2 separate regions of the Mus musculus genome follow, and region 1 is linked to region 2. The links are chromatin contacts, called in public HiChIP or PLAC-seq maps. All regions are on one chromosome and are shown on one strand. Each heading gives the region's core, a stretch centred on a gene start, on an enhancer-like site or on the middle of the called end of the contact. The rest is flanking DNA. Distances are from core to core; before and after follow the strand shown. Region 1 holds the start of 1600015H23Rik (RIKEN cDNA 1600015H23 gene). Region 2 overlaps Cep112 (centrosomal protein 112).

Region 1 (5,600 bases), core at 2,235-4,734, 900 kb before region 2:
CAGCTGGCTTAAATGTGTTTGTTTGGCTCTTGTTGAACAGTCTCCTCTGCCTCTTCCACTCATTTATAAACATTTTCCCTTCTCAGTGTCTGCCAATCCTTTCACGGTCTCTCATATGGTTGTTTTAAGATAAAAATCATGTGTGTGTGTGTGTGTGTGTGTGTGTGTTGTGTGTGTTGTGTGTGTTGTGTGTGTTGTGTGTGTGTGTGTTGTGTGTGTGTTGTGTGTGTGTGGTATGTGTGTGTGTGTGTGTTGTGTGTATATTGTGTGTGTGTACATTCTTGGTGAGAGTGCAGGTATGTATACCATGCTGGTCATGTGGAGGCCAGAGAACAACTTCAGGCATCTGTCCTTACCTTGTACCTTGCCTGAGACAGGGTCTCCTGTCCACTGCAGTGCCCACAGGCTAGCTGGCTTCTCAGCCTCCGTGGACTCTCCCGTCTTTACCTCACAACTTGCCTTAGGGACTGGAGACATGCTCTCTGGCTCAGCTCTGAGTGGGTGCTGGCTGGCAATCCACACTCGCTTGGGTCTTCACACTTGCCCAGCAAGCATTTAACTCATTAGGTCATCCCACCCCCCACCCCACCCCCCAAAGCCTCACAAAGGTTCTGCTTGCCTGTGTAAACAGTCTCATTCTTCCCCGTGCCCTTCTGATTATAAAAGACTCAGTCCTCACATCTGACTGGAGGAAAGAATGGGGTGCGGGGCATGAGGGGGAAGGGAAGGCAACAGATATCATAAAGAGTGAGCTAAGAACAATCCTAGTGTTCCCTAGGACTCTTTCTTTTCTCTCTCTCCCATCTGAACTGTGGGGCCCGGTCTCTGGCTCACACAGGATAGCACGCCAACATGGTTCCTTTTGTAATGTGATTTGGATGTGCAGTGTCCCCCACAGGCTCCTGTGTTTGAGCACTTGGTCCTCAGCAGGTGACGCTGTTTGGGAAGGTTGTAGAACCTTCAGAAAGTGAAACCTTATTGGAGGAAGCAAGCCGCTGGGGGCCCTGACCTTGAGTTCTTATTGCCTGGAAGCCCCATTTCCTGTCTGTTCTCAGCTTTCTGACTAGAGACTCAATGTAACTTGCTATCTCACATTCCAGCCATGGCTTCATCCCCATCATGACAGACTTCAAGCTATAAGCTAGGATCAACCCTTCTCTTAAGTCCTCCTCCTTCTCCCTCCCCCTCCTCCTCACCTTCTTCTTTCCTCTCCCCTTCCTCTTCCTCCCCCTCTTCTTTTTTCTTCTCCTCTTCCTCCTCCCCCTTTCCCTCCTCCTCCTCTTTCCCCTCCTACAATTTTCCTTCTACTTCTTGAGACAGGACCACCCATATCTCTGGCTGTCTTCAAACTTACCATTAAACCAGAGAAAGCCCATGAACTTCTAACCCTCATAAGTGCTGAGATCACAGGTACATACCACCATGTTCATTTTTTGTAGTCCTTGGAGCTGAACCCAGAACTCAACCACGATACATCCTGAGTCCTTAAATCATTTCTTGTCAGATATTTAGTCATCAACAAGAAAAGTAGCTAATAATGAGTGTTCCTGTCCTTCTGTAGCCCCCTCCCCAAATAGACAGGGCCATCCTGGGTAAACAAGGTGGTATAGGGGGACTTCTGAAGGTAGATCATAAAAGACACCATAGCTTCTGTATTCTCTTGAGTCACCTGGCAGGGGAGAAGCTGGCTGCCATCTTGTGGGGACACTCAAGTGGCCCCCTGGAGAGAGATCGTGTGGCAAAGAGTTGATGCTTCTTGCCTATAGGCAACACCAACACAGAGGCCACACCAGTATCAGAAACAGACCCTTGTTCCGTGGTTCTCAACCAGTGGGTCGAAAATCCTTAGAAGTCATATATCAGATATCCTGCATATCAGATATTTGTGTTACAATTCACACCAGTAGCAAAATTACAGTTATGAAGTAGCAATGAAATAATTTCATGGTTGTGGTAAGGAACTGAATTAAAGGGTTGCAGCATTAGGAAGGTTGAGAGTCACTGCAGCTCAACCCTAGGCAGGTAACAATGCCTGTGACCTCACAAGAGACCCTGGGTGGGGCCCCGAGGCTGAACTACTTCCAAATTCTAGAGCTTCTGGAACTATATAAAATAGTGTCCATTGTTATGGTAAAACTACTACGTTTCAGAGAGATTTAGAATATAACAGATAACCAATTTGAAGGCTGGAAATGTAACTTAGTTGGTACCATGCTTTCTCGGCTTGAAGGAAGTCCTGAGTTCCATCCCCAACATCACATAAACCTGAGTATGACGGTGCCTGCCTGTAATCTTAGCGCTTGGGATGTGGAGGTGAGAGGATCGGAAGTCCAAAGTCATGCCTAGCCACACGGAGCCAGCCTGAGAGACAGGAGCATGAGAATCTACCTAAAACAAAACTAGACAAAGCAACAACGCCATCAGCCAAGCTGCAGAGATGACTCGGTGGCTAAGGGTACACATTACACTTGTGGAGGACCTGAGTTCAGTTCCCGGCATATAGTCAGGTGGTATGTCCCATGACACAAGCTGGGAATGCCATTGTTCCCATTTTATGTACAGTGACCCTCCCTTATCCAGAGAGATGTGTGTCAGGATGCTCCAAGGATGCACTAAACTGTAGCCAGTTCTGAATCGCACATGCACTTTGTTTATTTCCCAGTCTGGACACTGCAGACAGCAAAGTTTGAGTCATAAATTAGGCATCACAACAGTGGCTAATAATAAATAGGACAATTATAATCATATACTCCGGTCAGCGAAGACACTAATGGATTTTTTTTTTATTCCTGGAAAATTCCAGTTAGTAATATCAGACAGTGCTAACCTCAGGGAGCTGAATGAAGCAGACTGTGGCACAGCCTCCCCACACAGCGCCACCAAGTGGGGACCACACCAAGTGTCTAGATGCCAGGGCTGGGGGGGGGGGGACACTTACACAAACCACTACGGAGTGTAATGCATCATTCTAAATATCTGAGGGCCAAGAAGAGGAGAAGGAGGGCGAAGTGAGGGCCAAGCTGGAAGCCACTAGACTTTGGATTTTGACCTCAAGCTCCCTGCTCCCAGCTGCTTCGGGAATGTCCTTGTGCCTGCTCAGAGTCTTGCATCTGGAAGCAGGATGTCAGGCTGGGTGGAAAGCGCTGCCTTTATATCCTGTTCCAAGTGCTTCCTGGAAAGACAGAAGAAAGCAGAAACAGAGGCTGTTTAGTCCCAGCTTGCTTCTCCTCACGGAGCAGTGAGTGAGTCATTGTTGGGAAACAGACAGAGAACCTACCAGGGTGTCCTGACCACGGCATGAGACCACAGATGTCACAGGAGGCCCAGGAGCTAGTCCGGGTGAATGTGTACAGAAACCATGTAGCTTCACAGACTCCCCTTGGAACTCTACACTCTCCCTGTGCCCACGCCCAGCGCCTTAGCTGAAGTGTCCAGCGGTGGAAGCCAGTGAAGTGTTAGATTCGGACCGAGGAGCTGGAGGTTTGAATAGGCTTTATAGTATGTCCTCAGGGTGTCTCTGGTTTACAAATCACCACGTGTCACAAAAACCCTGGAGTGAATTGATGTAGTCGGAGACAGGAGCTTGAGTTAGGGAAGGTCCATATCTACTCCGCATTCTCAACAGAGCCCCAGGGGACTAGCAATCCACTTAGCATTCCAAAACACTCTTGTCCCAGTAAGGAGGTATTTAAGCCCTTCTCAGGGTCAGCACTATCAGCACCTGGGATTCCATACCAGGGCTGCCATGCAAGAGTACCCAAACCCGAGTGATGTAAAACACCAGAAAAGCATTTTGAAATATTTATTTTCTTTTTATTTATATGCACGTGTGGTTGTGAGTGTATGTGGATGTCCGTGGAGTCCAAAAGAGGTCATCAGATCTCTTAGCACGAGAGATGGAGATTTGTGAACTGCCCAGTGAATAGGGAGCGAAGAGAGAAGGAAAGACTCAGCTTTTCCCAGGCACACACACTCACCGGACAGCTTGGAGATCCAGCAAAGAAAACCAAGAAGTACCCATGAGATAAAGGATAAGCATCAGAATAGTGTCATGACCCAGAAGCAGGGAGGGGGCCTTAAGAAGGGAGAGAGGGGTGGTATGGAAGGTGGTGCAGGCAGGAGATGGGGTCGGGGAGCCGGAGATGGAGCTCAACTGACAGAGTGCTTCCATAGCTTGCATGAGGCTGTGGATTCAGTCCCAGTACTACGTAAAGCAGGCATGGCGTCCTAAGCCTGTGACTCCAGCACTCAGGAGATGAAGGCAGGAGGATTAGAAGTTCAAGATTATTCTTGGCTACATCATGAGTTTAAGGCCAGTCTGAGATACATGAAACCAGGAAAGGGGGCAGAGAGTCTTGGAGATGGAGATGGAGACAGACAGACACACACACACACACACACACACACACACACGAGAGAGAGAGAGAGAGAGAGAGAGAGAGAGAGAGAGAGAGAGAGAGAGAGGGAGAGAGAGAGAGAGAGGTCAATGAGATCAACAGTCAAGGAGTACATAGACTTAAGAGCACACTCACAACTGGAGAGGGTGATGATTCAGAGCAGGAAAGTACACAACCAGATGAAGATTAACCTGAGTGTGTGTGTGTGTGTGTGTGTGTGTGTGTGTGTGTGTGTGTGTTTCGGGTCACGACTGCCGACTGCCCAGCACAGTGGATACCATGCTTTGCTGCCTCTTGGCCAGGGGTGGGGATGTGGATGTGGATGGGGTAGAGGCTGGGCTGAGGACTTAGTAAGAAAGATGACGTGAGGAAGAGCTACAGTGAGAACACCCAGAATTCCAAAAAAGGATGCGCAGCCTGAGGACTCCCATCAGATTTATTTGGGTAGGCCTTGGAATTGCCCTAGAGTGGTTGCAGTTGTGATGAACTTTGGGGTAAATCATCAGAAGCACCCCCAAGTGACAGTGGGTGGGTGACAGTGGGTGGCCTCCAAGACCGAATGAGATGGAATTCCAAACTCTGTCTAAATAAAGAAAGTGAAACCTGGGGACATTCAACAAAATCCTACCAGATGGTCATGTGTGCTCATTTTCTTCTGAATGCCATCTTCCTGCACCCTCTCCTATTCCCAGGAAACCAGAGCCTTGGAAAGTCCCTCCTTCCCAAGGTCAAAGTTGAACACACTTGACCTGCTTCTGTTCTGTGCTTAGAGAGAGCCACAGAGGGGCTGGGAGTTCTGGAAGGCCTAGTCTATAACAGACCAGACAGCAGAGAAGCCTTGGGCACAAGGTGGCAGCGGCTGAAACAAGCCAGGGTTTATGGTGGCATGAGTTCATGCTGTTCTCTACCCTGGCATGCACACAGTGAGACCTAGGAGTCCTTGGTTAAAGGCAGCAGCAACTGAGACAAACTGGGTTCTATAGATCAGATGTTGAAATTTACCCTGGAAGCTTACTAGGGCCCTCTTTACTTGAAACATGGGCTGTAGTCCTAGAGATGGCTCCGAGGCACACACACTTATGTGTATGTGTGTGTGTGTGTGTGTATGAATACTTTATTATTGGGCTATACTTGCAGCCCAAGGGGATATATGTCTTGACATGGAAGTCTCACAGAGATAGAAGGGTGGACCTAGTTTGAATG
Region 2 (5,707 bases), core at 2,630-5,129:
TACAACTGTGATGAAACAAAACACCATAACCAAAGAAATGTGCTCAGCAAAGGGTTTATTCTATTCAGCTCACACTTTCAAATCACTGTTCATCATCAAAGGCAGTCATAACAGAAACTCAAACAGGTCAGGGACCTGGAGGCAGGAGCTGATGTAGAAGCTATGGATGGATGCTGCTCACTGGCTTACTTCCCCTGGCTTTCGAAGCCTGCTTCCTTATAGAATCCAGGACCACAAGGCCAGGAATGGCATCACCCACAATAGGCCGGGCCATCTCCCATCAATCACTAATTAAGAAAACGTCCTAATATAGCAGCATTTTCTCAATTGAGATGTTCTCCTTTCAGAAGACTTTAGCTTGTGTCAAGTTGATATAAAACTATATATCCAGCGCACCCTCTAACTCTTCTTGTACAGCTTTTAATTGAAAACTTTAAATAATGTAATAATATTTTTATCAAGTGAATTACCTTCACACAGGTATAAAGTATTTTATTCTAAAAAGCGAAGTAGTAAGGCTGAGGGGATAGTTTAGTTGGTAAATTTCACACTGTACAAATACAATAGTTTGATGGTGCATCCCAACCACCACACTAAAAACCTGGAGAAACAACACTGAAATCCCAAGGTTTTGGAAGCAGAAGCAGACAGATCTCAGCATCTTACTCGCCAGCCAGCCTAGCCAAGCAGTGAGCTCCAGGCTCAGCAAGAGACCCTACTTTAGTGAGAAACCCTGTCTCAAAACATAAAGTAGAAAGGGACTGAGAAAGACAGCATCCACCTCTGGCCTCCACATGCACAAACCCACACATGCACATAAACATGTGCATACATCCACACACACATACAAAGCCAGCAAAAGTAATGACCAATGTTTAATTAAACTCTCCAATAAAAAAATAAATGGTATTAAATAGGTATTCTTTCCATCTTGTTCTATCTCCGATTCCAAGTGTACCTTGGAGACAAACTATCAGATAACATCATATTTCACTGAATAATACTCTTTTTTTATAAAGCTTCAAAATCTCTTTCATAGAATTGTAAGAATGCAACCTGTTAGCTTTATCTTCTCTTTGAGAAAGAACATGAAAAAACACAGAAATGACATGAAGTGGTGTCTACACATTCCTCCACAGCTGCACATGCAGGTACAGCACAGCGCACCACACTGTGTTCCTTGTATCCTAGAAAGTGGGACTAACGAATTCCCTTGCATAAACATGCCTACAAATCACCTCTTAAAACCTTTCCCCAGTTTGGAGGCCGGGGATGCAGAACAGTTGATGGAGTGCTGGCCTAGCATGCAGGAGGCCTTGGGTTTGATCCCCAGGAGGTGGGAGCAAGAAGATCAGAAGCTCAAATTCATTCTCAGCTACTTAGCAAGATCAAGGCCAATCCTTGACACATGAGCTCCTGTTTCAAAAACAAACAAAATAAGAACCACAGCAACCTCTTTTGATAGTGTGCAGTTACAAACAGAACCCCCCCCCCACCAGTGTCAATTTACTTTAGTGGAGAATACAAGCAGGCTTCTAGAAGCTGAAAACAGTTGATGACTAGTAGATTTGAGACTCCTTAGGAAGGACAGTCAAACTATGACAAGTGAGTCCTTGAATGAACTGGGACAATGGCCACCATGCCACCAACGGGAGTAGCCACAGCTGATACTCAGTAATTCCTATGTTGTTTCACTTTATCCTGACACTGAGTTCCATACAACCTCATCTTACAACATGATGGCACTCGAGTTTAGAGAAATTAAGTAATTCACCTGAGGACAGTTGGCTGCCAAGTTATCAGAAGTAGGATTTGAACCAAGGCAAACCAGAAAACAACTAAGGACAAAGGAATTTGTCCAGATTTCTGGGGTGGCACCAGTAAATCACAGACAAAGGGCTGAAGAGGTGGCTCAGTAGTTAAGAGCACAGGCTCTTCCAAAGGACACAAGTTCAATTCCCAGAACCTACATAGCAGCTCTTAACCACATATAACTATAATCCCTGGGAATCTGACTGGGGACCTCTTCTGGCCTCTACAGGTACTGCATGCACACTGCACATAAGATATGCATACAAGCAAAACACCCATTCACATATTACCTGAACACTAATTTTTTTAAAAAAACAAATTTTCTATGATTTCTACCTAAGCTATTTGTAGATAAGGGTATCCTAGAAACACAACCCATTCCAATACCAGTCACTGCTGAGGAAGCCCTGTGGGCTCCTGAGGCTGCTTCTACCTCCACAGATACAAAGAAGTGATGCTGTAATCTCCCAGGTTTATATAGAGGAACAAACCAAATAATTAAAAACACATCCAGAACAGTACCTAAAATAGATAAATCGGCACAAATGGCTCTCCTGGCTTCCCTGCTTTAACAAACTAGAAAACAAGTGGGATTCACAATATATGGAATGCTTGCTCATCAGGAAATGTTCATTCTTATGTTTAAGTCTCCACACGGGTTTGTTACATCTACAGACATGTTTGTTATATGGTTAAATGTGTTAATTTCAGCACAAATATTAGAAATTTGTATGCCCAAAGCTCTTAAAAAGTTTAGTATTGTAGAAGACAATTTGACTGTATGTATGTATGCATGTATGTATATATGTATGTATGTATGTATGTATGTATGCAACATGTATACAAAAGGTGGTTTGTATACATACACACAGACACATACACAGACACACACTTACACACAGACACACACACACACATACACACACACAGACATAGACACACATAGACAGACACACACACACAATGTCTTTAAAACACTTCTACACACAAGTGTTTTATACCCCTACGCACTTTTTAGAACTTTATATATCTTAAATATCTTCCCAAGATAGCCCATATACACCATTTTAAATCATCATACAACATATTAAATCAACAAATAATCCCACAATAGAGTCATCTTCTAGGAATCCATTATAGTCTAAAACACATGAAGTGTGTACATCTATTCTTGATACTATAACTGATGAATTAGTATCTTTAAAAGCTGGGCCAAACTAACAGCCAAAGTTGTTTACCTCCATATTATCTCATGGAAATCATATTTTAAAATCCCAACCACTATCCTGTCTGTGTTTTAATTCATACCCATGTGTTTGCTACCTTTGCTTCTTCTGCCTCCTGAGCAAAACCTGGGTCTCTCCACACAGCCTGCAGGACATAGTAGTACTTCCTCTTAGAATCTGAGTGACAAGCTCTTCTTAAAAGGTAGCTGTCTCCACATCACCTTATTAGACTTGATTAAAACAAATCCCAGGTATATTTCAACTCAAGATACACAATGAGCTAGGTAGGTATTAAGGTGTGAATCAAAGCTTTCTTTATAATAATAAAGAATACAATTCTGTATAGTTTTTAAAACTATGTGTCAGTGGTTTTGAGACCTAAGTAAAAAAAAAGAGAGAAAGTTACAGAGCAGCCCTAACACTTTGTAACTTCTTACTCCCATGGGCACAAATGTGAGGTATCCATTTGAGAATAGTATGTGCCAAACTGTCTCTGGATTACTTCTCCTGAGGAAAGTGGGAAAGGAAGAACATAAAAACCCTTGGCTTTTCCTTTTACATACGCTATGCTAAGGCTTCCACAAGTATTCACAGCTTTTTACACTAAGATTAAGTCTGCATCCATCATGTATGGCTACACAAGACTATCAATAACCGAGGAATTTTAAACACTATACACATATTTTCTCATACTTCTGTGGAAGTCTAGGAACAGCAGGGTAGGCCCTCTGTTTATGACCTCATAAGCCCTCAACCGTAATTTGCTGAGAGCTATGTTTTCATTTGGAGACTCAACTATAGAAAGACCCACTTCCCTGTTCCCATGATTCTCAGCATTCAGTTCCCTGTGGCTACATGAATCATGAAGGCTACTTCTTCAAAGTCAACAAAGGCTATGGCAGTAAGGCCATACTGACACATAAGAAAAATCACAGGAATGACATCACCATTGCCACATTCTATTGGTTAGAAACAAGTCACAGGCCCTGCCCATGTCCATGAGGAGGAAATTATACAAAGAATATCAGGAATCAAGTTCTGAGGGCTACCTTAGAGACAACCCATCATAAAAACAAGGCGATTATCAGACCTTGATGTCTATGAGCTCCTCAGAAATATCTTATAGTCATAACCAGCTAAAGTCAAATACAACTAACTACAGTATTTCTTTGGCAAGAAAAAGCCAGATACTAAATACAAAAATGTAATAGCAGAATTTTAATAATAATACCCATTTAGTTCAGTGGGTCTTAAAAGAAAACACGGGTAATAATGTGAATGTTACCCCCCAAAAAATATGAAAAAAGCAATAAGGAAGAGCCTGAAGAGTGACTATTACTGGAGCTTTGAGTGTAAAATACTAAATATACTAATGCATGCTGCATTTGGGGAGACAAAAAGGAAGCATGATAATAAGAGCTAGAATGTGGCCTCGTAATCCTTCTAGGGAGTGCGAAGCGCGGCTGCTACAAGCCTACAAAAGAATAAAGGTAAAGGAAGGTGTCGTCCCTCTGAATAGGGACCCTAACAAAAAGGCTTCAAAAGGACTCTGCATCTTTAATAATATAAAAAGGCTAGGGCACAAACAGCATAATCTAAAATGCCATTAGAAATGCTTCACATACAAAAAGGTCTAAGTAAAGCAGGGTTTTATAAAGTGATCAAAAAAGAAACACTAAGGGGGAAAAATCTTTTAAGATTAAAGAGGTTTTTCAAAGGACAAGTTGAAGTGGCTGTAAAATTTATGAGGCAGCATTAAACTTCAGTTCTAAGTAACAATAAATTATTCACTATAAAAACATACATGTGTCAAATATTATAAGCCTCTTAAACTTTTTAAAACAATTTCTTACAGAAGTTATTAGATGTAGTAGGTCAACATTAACAGACACCAACTTCTTCGTGAGCACAGTGTGACCACTCGGAGGAAAGGAGCAGGCCGAGCCAGAGGAGCCCAGTGAAAGCGGCCTGGTGGGCTCCTCAGTCCCTTCTGAGCTCAGGCACAGCAGAGTCAGCCTTCAAACCAATCTTTGTAACTTTAGCCAAAATAAATATTAGTTTTAGTTTTTAAATGTCTCCAGTATGTAAAATGATAAATATCTGTTAGGTAATATTTGTGTGGATTAAAGCGTAAATAACATTTAAATGCTAAAATAAATCAGGCCATGGTTATTAAAGGAGTGCAGCATACTGAGGCGTGCCTTATGACCCTAAGTGGCCATCAGCCTCACGACACTGCCTTTGGCACGTGCTCTCCGGCTCCTTCAGTGCTGTGTTTCACAGTGTGTACAGGCAGCTTTACAGTGCATGGCTGTGTGTCCCCCACCATTTTCTAAAGTCTATCCTCCCCTCTACACTTTCTAAAAGTTCAATTTTAAAATTCTTTTGAACAATGACATCCGCTACAATACGCCTACCTTAGAAGGTCTTTCTGCACAGTGAATTAAATACGTAGCAGTGACTAATAACCTTCATCCAAGCACACATGTAACCCAACCGAATACAATGACTTGGGAAACTTCTAACATGCTTCCATTTGCTATGAGAAATTGAAAATAAATCACAAATATGAGAAACACAACTCCTACCTTAAGAAACTGGACTCTACCACAAAAGATAGACATTAAGTATTTGCAAAGGGGGGGAGTGCACCACAGAGACATGTGGGG

The links. HiChIP or PLAC-seq counts read pairs in DNA pulled down with a chosen protein or histone mark.
Region 1: an H3K27ac HiChIP or PLAC-seq map of trophoblast stem cells shows a contact between it and region 2, with 13 times the contacts expected there. The contact joins the promoter of 1600015H23Rik here to the enhancer-like site in region 2. A contact is called at or near these places in 1 of 39 promoter capture datasets (cranial neural crest), 1 of 484 Hi-C or Micro-C datasets (the G1E-ER4 cell line) and 2 of 115 datasets of contacts at active chromatin or transcription factors (embryonic stem cells and trophoblast stem cells).

What each region holds. Positions count from the first base shown.
Region 1 is chr11:109,341,809-109,347,408 of GRCm38.p6, reverse strand. It overlaps 1600015H23Rik (RIKEN cDNA 1600015H23 gene), which reads right to left and starts at 3,484. Exons shown (of 2, transcript NR_166879.1): 1 at 3,278-3,484; 2 at 2,756-3,172. It overlaps 1700096J18Rik (RIKEN cDNA 1700096J18 gene), which reads right to left and starts at 542. Exons shown (of 2, transcript NR_027883.1): 1 at 357-542.
Region 2 is chr11:108,443,668-108,449,374 of GRCm38.p6, reverse strand. All of the region lies in intron 4 of Cep112 (centrosomal protein 112), which reads right to left. Among named protein-coding and RNA genes, the nearest start is that of Cep112, 21 kb to the right of the region's middle. Within about 2 kb of position 3,879, at least 6 of the 459 cell types and tissues checked have an H3K27ac peak or open chromatin away from gene starts, as enhancers often do. A contact at or near this core is called in trophoblast stem cells, where this site is marked.